Regions from separate parts of the Lactuca sativa genome. Here region 1 is linked to region 2. Evidence: chromatin contacts called from public Hi-C data. All regions are on one chromosome and are shown on one strand. Each heading gives the region's core, a stretch centred on a gene start, on an enhancer-like site or on the middle of the called end of the contact. The rest is flanking DNA. Distances are from core to core; before and after follow the strand shown.

Region 1 (4,071 bases), core at 1,160-3,659, 700 kb before region 2:
TTTGGTTAGTTAGGGATAGGGAAATCTATGTGGCCACTAAATATCGTCTCCAATCCATAACATCATTTTTTTTATAAAAAAAAAATATTTCAAATATATTCCATTTTTCTAACTTATATAGTTTTCAAACATACCTTTTATGTTTATTAGCTTTCTACAAATTTGTCTTTCATCTTTTTCTTACACCAACTTTACAAATTATATTATTAAGCAAAAGTTAGTGTTATAATATTATTCCTTTACACCATTTCAGTAAATAAGTTGTGCTTAATTGGAATAAAACGATGTACAACTATTATAAAAATGGTACACTTTCAAATGAAATGCTAAAGTTTGAAAATAAATAAGCAGAAAGTGGTACTAGAAATTGAAGAAAAAAAAACTACAAGACAAAGGTACAAATAGAGATACAAAAATCAAACAAAAACATCATAACTTGAAGTCACAAAAACAATCAGGCAAAGCAGAGCCTTTCCCCATAACAAAATCATCTTCCTGAGCCTTTCTCATAGCTTCCATCAACTCTTTCCCTTTTAGCCCCTGAGAACTAAACTCAGCAAAAGCCTTCCTATTCAAAAAAACCGTTTTATACAAACCCTTATAAGCTCTCATAGCAGCCACCATTTTATCCATATTACCAAAATAAGTCGCCACATAAGCATCACTATTAATCGACACATAATAATCAAGAGCAGCTTTCGTATTCCCATGCATGTCTTTCAACTCTTCCCCACTCAAAACAGACGATTTTGTAATCACATTCGTGTAAACAGAAGTCAACCCTTCAAGCTCCATAACTCCATCTCCAGCTGCTAAATAAATATTTGTGTTTGTTGGGATTGAAAGAGATTGAAGAATCAAAGCAGTTTCATTTGGAGTGAGTGGACATTTTCCTCGGTTTCTCCAAACACTCGCGGTGTCTCCGGTGAATGGTTTCCGATCACCACCGCCACGTGCCGCCTCTATTGCCGCCATGGATGCCGGAGAAAGACCTTGGTATTCGCATTGACTGTAAGCTACCATATCGGGTTCAAAACGAAGGTGAAGAGAGAGAAAGGGTTTGGGTATAGCTTCTAGAAGCTCTGAGCTTTTGGTCTCCAAGGGGTTTGTTAGGCGGAGTGCACTGTAACACCCTTGACAAAGGGCCGCCTTTGCATAGACAGGAAACCTGCAAGATTTCAGGACAGTAAAATGACATTAATGCCCTCCTCCATATTTTGAAATAGTTTGAGTTGAGTACCTATCACGGCGTTGGCTCATTGCAGGTGTGATGGAGATGTAATGATGCTTTAATAGAGAGGGAAGAACAGACTCGATATAATCAAATTGGCCTTTGCGTTTGCTGCAATCCACTCGAACAGGTTCTTTTGATGCAATTTCTGCAGGAAGTTCTTTCACGACTTTTATAAATCCTTTTAGTTGTTGGATGAAGTAGTCCACATCGAATACATCTGTGAAACCACTGAAGAAGGAACACACAAGGGTTTCAATGAAGTTGGTGTTTTGGTTTGGTTGAGTTTTTAACAAGATGAAGTAACGAGGAAGTACCTTGATTCATTCCAATATGCAGCCACTTCGAATTTTGGTAAAACAAGAGTTGCATTCAGTAATCTTGCAATGCCAATACCATCACATAACTGAAAACAGTAAACAGCAGTGTGTTGATACTTGATAAAACTTTCTTCAAAAGTATTGATCAGAAGATTAGCCAAAATGAAAATGTAAATGTTTGAACTGTACTTACATCTCTCCTCATCTGATTAAGCCCGCCATAACAATCCACACGAATGTAACCATTAGTCTCTACCGGCAGAGCTGCAGTATTTCACTGTAGTTCAATCTATTCTAAGCCTTTGAATGATGGAGAGATTGAAATGAGAATGAGAATCGACAAAAACTAGGAAACAAACTAACCAGTCAAATGTCCTTGAAGCCACCATTTACAAGGTCGCCATTCTAAAATCCTTTTAGCACTCCATATATCGGATTCGCCGCTGCAAATCGAGTATTCGGATAGATCCGAAATCAGTTAAAGCAATTTACCAGAAACTGAAAGCAATACGAAGGAGGATTTGTGAACTTACATGGCGGAATAGAGAGGGATCTGGGAAAAAGGTGAAGATGGAGACAGAGAGATCACCGCGAACAATAGGATGATTGTGAAGAAAACGAGAGTGACGAGGGGTTTCTTCGCAAAAAGTGTTAACATCTGATACGTATACGGATCAAATTCTTGCAGCCACAATAGGATTCGAGGTTTCAATGGCGAAAACGGTGTTGAAACAAGAAAGAGGAAAGGATCTGGATTCTGTGCAAGATATCATATGGGAGTTTGGCGATTGTGCGCTGCACTGCAGGATCTCAAATCTGGGGGGCGTATGTAATTGGATATGAATTGTGAAATTGGACGGTTAGATAATAAATAAGGTAAATAAAAATAAGTCATTTTGACGGTGCTGCGGACAAAGAAATTTTGATGGAATAAGATTATATATCTAACAGAATTACCGATGAAAAATAACCATTTTATTATGTTGTTTGATGGTACATCTTAGATACTTAATTTCAAAATGAACACATACGGAAAAAAATACAATGGCAGCAACAAAGGTTCAACATATATACTATATGCTTATCTATGACAGCAACAAAGGTTCAAAATATATATATATATATATATATATATATATATATATATATATATATATATATATATATATATATATATATATATATATATATATATATATATATATATATAGCTAAAGAGAGCTTCATCAAGACACATAATATACATAATTATCTATATTATGTGTATAACAAAAAAGAGAAATAGAAGTTTAAGGACAACAAAAGGAATATATATATGCATTTCAACAAACAATTTGGATGATTAAAAATAAAAGAAATTCATGTGCATAGGGTCAAAAGCAATAGTTCTACATATCATATGATAATATATGGAAGACCCTAACAAGGAAAAAACACAAAAGAAGAATAAATCAATTAATTGTGAACATATATGTGGACACCACAGTTGAATGGTGTGGGTGAGAGGCATAATCGAACCTTGCTAGACATGGTTCGTTCTATGATGAGTCGTGTTTCGCTACCTATCTCATTCTGGAGGTATGCCTTAGACACCGCTGCCCATATCCTTAACTTAGTCCATACAAAAAAGGTTGTCAAAACACCTCACGAGATGTGGACAGGGAAAGCTCCCTCGTTGTCACATATCAAGGTTATGAGTTGCGAGGCTTTCGTAATACAAGAGACTCACGACAAGCTCGAACATCGTAATGAGCGATGTATTTTCATCGGCTACCCGCAGAAGTCATTTGGTTATCTCTTCTATAAACCAGGTGACAATGTTGTCTTCGTTGCGAGGAGAGGGGTTTTCCGAGAATGAGAACTCATAATCCAAGGGGATAGTGGGAGGCAAGTCGATCTTGAAGAGCTTCAAGAATCGAAAGATAAAGGAACCCGTAACACTATGTTCAATGTAACGACCCAAATTTCACGTCTAAAAATTTTCTTTTTAAATCAGTACTTTAGAAAACGGTTGTAATTAAAACGTTGTCTGGTCAAACCATTTCATAACATACATCGTGTCTGAAAACCGAAACATGAAAAACAATCAAATATCAGAGTACAAAATCCCAGAATGACTCATGGTGCGGAAAACAAGGTGCGTGTATGATATGTCGCGACCGCGCCAGCTCCTTCCCTCTTGAAGAAGAGGTACCCCTGAAAACAAAACTGTAAACCGTAAGCACGAAGCTTAGTGAGTTTCCCCATAATACCTCATACCATACAAACATACAATGAACAACTAGGAGATACGGGCCTTGCCTACACTCATGAAGATACGGGCCTCGCCCACACTCCGCTAGCTGGGAGATACGGGCCTTGCCCACACTCCGCTATCTGGGAGATACGGGCCTCGCCCACACTCCCCTATCTGAGAGATACGGGCCTCGCCCACACTCCCCTATCTGAGAGATACGAGCCTCTCCCACACTCAGCTGCTACCATAACATACAAGTATCACATAGACAACGAGTATAAACA
Region 2 (4,052 bases), core at 673-3,172:
CGGTCTCATATGATGTGGGCAATAGTTTATGTTGTACAAGTTGCATGCAAAAGTTCTTTTCAATTGTAATGTTTGTAAAAGAAACATGTGTTTTGGCTATTTGAAGTTATATGAATTTGTTCTTATATGATCTAGTTGTGACAATTGAGACATGCTCGATGTAGAGAAATTGGCTTTGAGGTACCACCACTAATTTTCATCTTGATTTCTTGTATTATATGATATTATTGGTTTTTATGATAAATGAGGTATGAGGTTTTCTAGGTGGTGTATCCAAGTATAGCTATTAATATAGGTATGGTTTTATGTTGGTAAAGTAAAACTTTGTGGTTCCAACTAATGAAGGTAATTTAATTAAACAAGTGGTTAGTAGCATCACATTAGTGTTGTTTTACCCACTCAAAATTAATCTTCACTTCACGTGTCATATTACCATATTCGTAAATTTCCTAATCGTTAGACAAGATTTTTAGTAAGTTGGGATATTTGGCAATTGCTTATAAATTTTAATGTCATATATATACTTTTCCATTCCATCATATTATTTCTTAGTTCATAATATAACAATTTATTGCGGTGGTTTGGTCTGACATTTTTCAACCTAAAATTACCAATTGTTACAGTAATTGAAATCATTGTCAAAGATGTCAGAAATCGTAGTCCAAATCAACAAAATCGTAGTCAAACTTACATGTTTTATTGGTAACACTAGTTGTGAGCCTCGTATATTATACGAGTTGATTAAAACAAAATGTTAAATATGAACAATTAAATGAGAAGTTTATTTGAATTTGAAATTTGAAATAAATGAAAATTATGAGAAAAAAAACATGCAAAAGATAAATTAATTAAAAATATATGTTTAATTATCATACCCGTGTACTAAACATGATAATTATAATACAATGTTAAACAAAAACGTTTAAACTTCAAATTTATTTGAATTTGAAATTAAAATTTAAAATTTAAAATATAAAATTAATAGTCATTATGGTTGGTTTAATTTATATAAACTAAATTAATGATATATTGGAAATGAAAATAAAATAAATGACAAGTGGAAAATAAATATATATATCTCAAAATTATAATAAAATGACATGTGACCAATTGAATGAAAGAACGACATGTGGCAAAATGAATGAGAGATAGATACGTGACAAAATAAAGGAAAAAATGATATGTAACAAAATATTGTTATGTATTAGGATAGATAAAAAGTAAAAGAAACCACAAATCGACCTCAGCCATATGTGATTTGGAAAAAAAAAAATTATACATACACATTATTTTCGGACCATGGGCTGAAACTAGGCTTAAATCACAGTCCATTAACCACAAATCGCAACTAACTTATATGAGATCGTAGGTGAGACTAGGTATATGTGACTATTTAAAAAAAAAAAAAAAAAAAAAAAAAAAAAGTAGGATTTTGGCTTTGAAAAGGCATTAGAAAATTAGTTAAATTTGTAACTTTCTCATTTTTTATGGCCGGTTAGATTTATAAAAATTTAATTATCACATAACTTCCATGGCTTATGGATAAGAAAATTATTTTATAACTTACGTATCGAATAACTAATTGTTTCATGACCACATGACTATGTTTTCTCATATGAAAGTTTAAAGCATGATATAAAGCACACTAGATGTAAACTTTGGACGTTGGTTAATCAAAATCAAAACTATCAATATTTAAACAAAGGAAATGACATCAACCAATTTAGAGTCAATGTACCGGTTTGAGTATTTTGCATTTGGTACCGGTTTGAAACACCGGTCTAGAAACCAGTTTGCAAACCTATAAAAACCCGATTTTTATATAGTAAAAAACTATTGGTTTCATCAATTATTTCTTCAATTTGTTAATTATACAAGATTTTAGAGGTTTCCTAAGACCGAGTTTAACCCTTTGTACTATCAGAGATGCCAAGAAATTATTTTCGAATCAAACCGATCCAAAAGCTATATCCACCCAAAAATGAGTAATTGGATTTGTCTATTAGAGATCTTGGGTTAAATCATTTAGGCCCAAATGTATGATCCGGTTAATGAAAATGCGACGATGCCAGAATGGAATTGCTAATCAATCAATGGTGATGAAGGTAATGCGACGGCTGTCGCAACGTCTCCCATCGAAGCCACTCACCGGTGAATGCTTGAGGCTCGGCAGAACCACATCGTTTCTCCACATTAGAACCCTAATTGTCCAATCCCAAAATAAACCCATTTCAAACCCTGGATTTCCTTCCTCCAACCCCGCCTTTAACGCCAACTTCATCACGGCTAGTAGAGGTTTCAGCTCTCCTTCCACTGTTATAAATCCATCAAGTTGGTTAGGCGGGTTGGTGAAGAAGAAGAAGGTTATAGATTTGCCCTGTATCGTGAAAGCCGGTGACCCGGCTCTTCACCAACCCGCTCGAGAAGTCTCGCTTGAAGAAATCGGGTCGGATCGTATCCAGAAGATTATTGATGATATGGTGCAGGTCATGAGAAGACGACCTGGGGTTGGCCTTGCTGCTCCCCAAATTGGTATTCCTTTAAAAGTCAGTTTTTTTAATCGAAATTCCAGTTTTCCAATGATCATTTTATAGAATTTCCATTCCTATTTGGCTTTTGAATTCATATTTTAAGCAAAATTAATGCCAATTTACACCTTTATCTTTCTTCTGTAACCAAAAATTGATTCATGATCAGATTATTGTGTTAGAGGATCTTAAAGAATACATCGCTCATGCACCAGAGGAAGAGAACAAGGCACAAGACAGACGTCCTTTTGATCTTTTGGTATCCCAATTCACCAACAAATTTGAGTATTCCAAAATCTTACCTTATGAATCCAAATTTTTCTAACTGTATTCTTGAAAAATTAGGTTATTTTAAACCCAATACTTAGAAAGAAGAGCAACAAATCTGCATTCTTTTACGAAGGCTGCTTAAGGTAAGTTGGATTTGAGTAATTGAACAATGAAACACATAGGAAATGGTGATGATTCTTTGTTGATGGCATGATTTTTGCAGTGTTGATGGATATAGAGCAATGGTGGAAAGGTTTGTAGAGGTGGAGGTAAGGGGTTTAGGTCGAGATGGGAAGCCCATGAAGGTGGATGCATGTGGATGGAAGGCTCGTATTTTACAACATGAATGTGATCATTTAGAGGGAACTTTGTATGTCGACAAAATGGTGAAAAGAACATTTAGGACCATTGAGAACTTGGACTTGCCTCTTGCTAATGGATGCCCTAAATTGGGTGTTCGATAGCATTTTGTGGTTGTGGTTTCAAGATGTTGTAGTAGATTTATGCTCTTTCAAATGAGACTTTTGAATATACTTGCATTGTAGGAGTTTTAATCTGATGTGGATTTGGCTCTTTATGTGGGTTGTATCTTATTTATATCTAACATGATAGCCTTGTGGGGAAAAGAGTAACTTTGAAATATCGGTTGTGTTTTTTTTTTATTTATTTATTTATTTATCGATTTAGGTTGTAAAATGTAACATATTGCTTTATAATTTAATTTTAATTTTATAAGCGGGTTGTATGAAAAGATGTTTTTGTGATGTTTGATGTGTAGACAAGCAAGTTTGTCGCCAAAATAATGCTTTTAACCAAAAGAGTGTTAGGAATTTTTAGAGTCTAGTGATTGTTGATCATTTTTGGCACGTTTGAACTTGAAAAAAACATAAATATGTAGCATCGAAAAATTTAAAGGTGTTGGGTAAACGAATTAAAAAACAAGAAGGATGTATGATCAATATCTATTCATGTAGACGGTGGTAGAGAACTTAAGAATGTAATGCAATTAGTAGCTTTTGTGACAAGTAATAAATAACTCGCAACATTTTATTTCGAACTCCTCAATCTAATGGAACCATTAAGAGGGAACAAATCGAGCTTACAAGAGATTAGATGTATGTTGTTAACATTCAGGAGAGGTTTTTAGAACACCGAAGTAGTACTTGGACAGTCGTTTTGGAATAGGTTTTTTCCTTTTTATTTTATTTATTTTTTATTTTTTTGTGTGTATGTGTATAAAATATGTTTTGGTTC

The links. Hi-C and Micro-C count contacts between places; a contact is called where the count stands out from the background.
Region 1: a contact with region 2 is called in a Hi-C map of leaf, with 9 times the contacts expected there. The contact joins the promoter of LOC111882115 here to the promoter of LOC111908885 in region 2. A contact is called at or near these places in 4 of 4 Hi-C or Micro-C datasets (bud, leaf and seed).

Annotation. Positions count from the first base shown.
Region 1 is chr4:191,081,235-191,085,305 of Lsat_Salinas_v11, reverse strand. LOC111882115 (O-fucosyltransferase 13) reads right to left here and starts at 2,409. Exons shown (of 6, transcript XM_023878479.3): 1 at 2,085-2,409; 2 at 1,915-1,994; 3 at 1,745-1,815; 4 at 1,549-1,637; 5 at 1,241-1,462; 6 at 296-1,168. The coding sequence starts at 2,209. The coding sequence ends at 430. LOC111882114 (pentatricopeptide repeat-containing protein At1g52620) reads left to right here. Exons shown (of 1, transcript XM_023878478.3): 1 at 1-96.
Region 2 is chr4:190,380,403-190,384,454 of Lsat_Salinas_v11, reverse strand. It overlaps LOC111908885 (peptide deformylase 1A, chloroplastic), which reads left to right and starts at 1,922. Exons shown (of 4, transcript XM_023904684.3): 1 at 1,922-2,546; 2 at 2,698-2,787; 3 at 2,874-2,941; 4 at 3,022-3,424. The coding sequence starts at 2,040. The coding sequence ends at 3,262.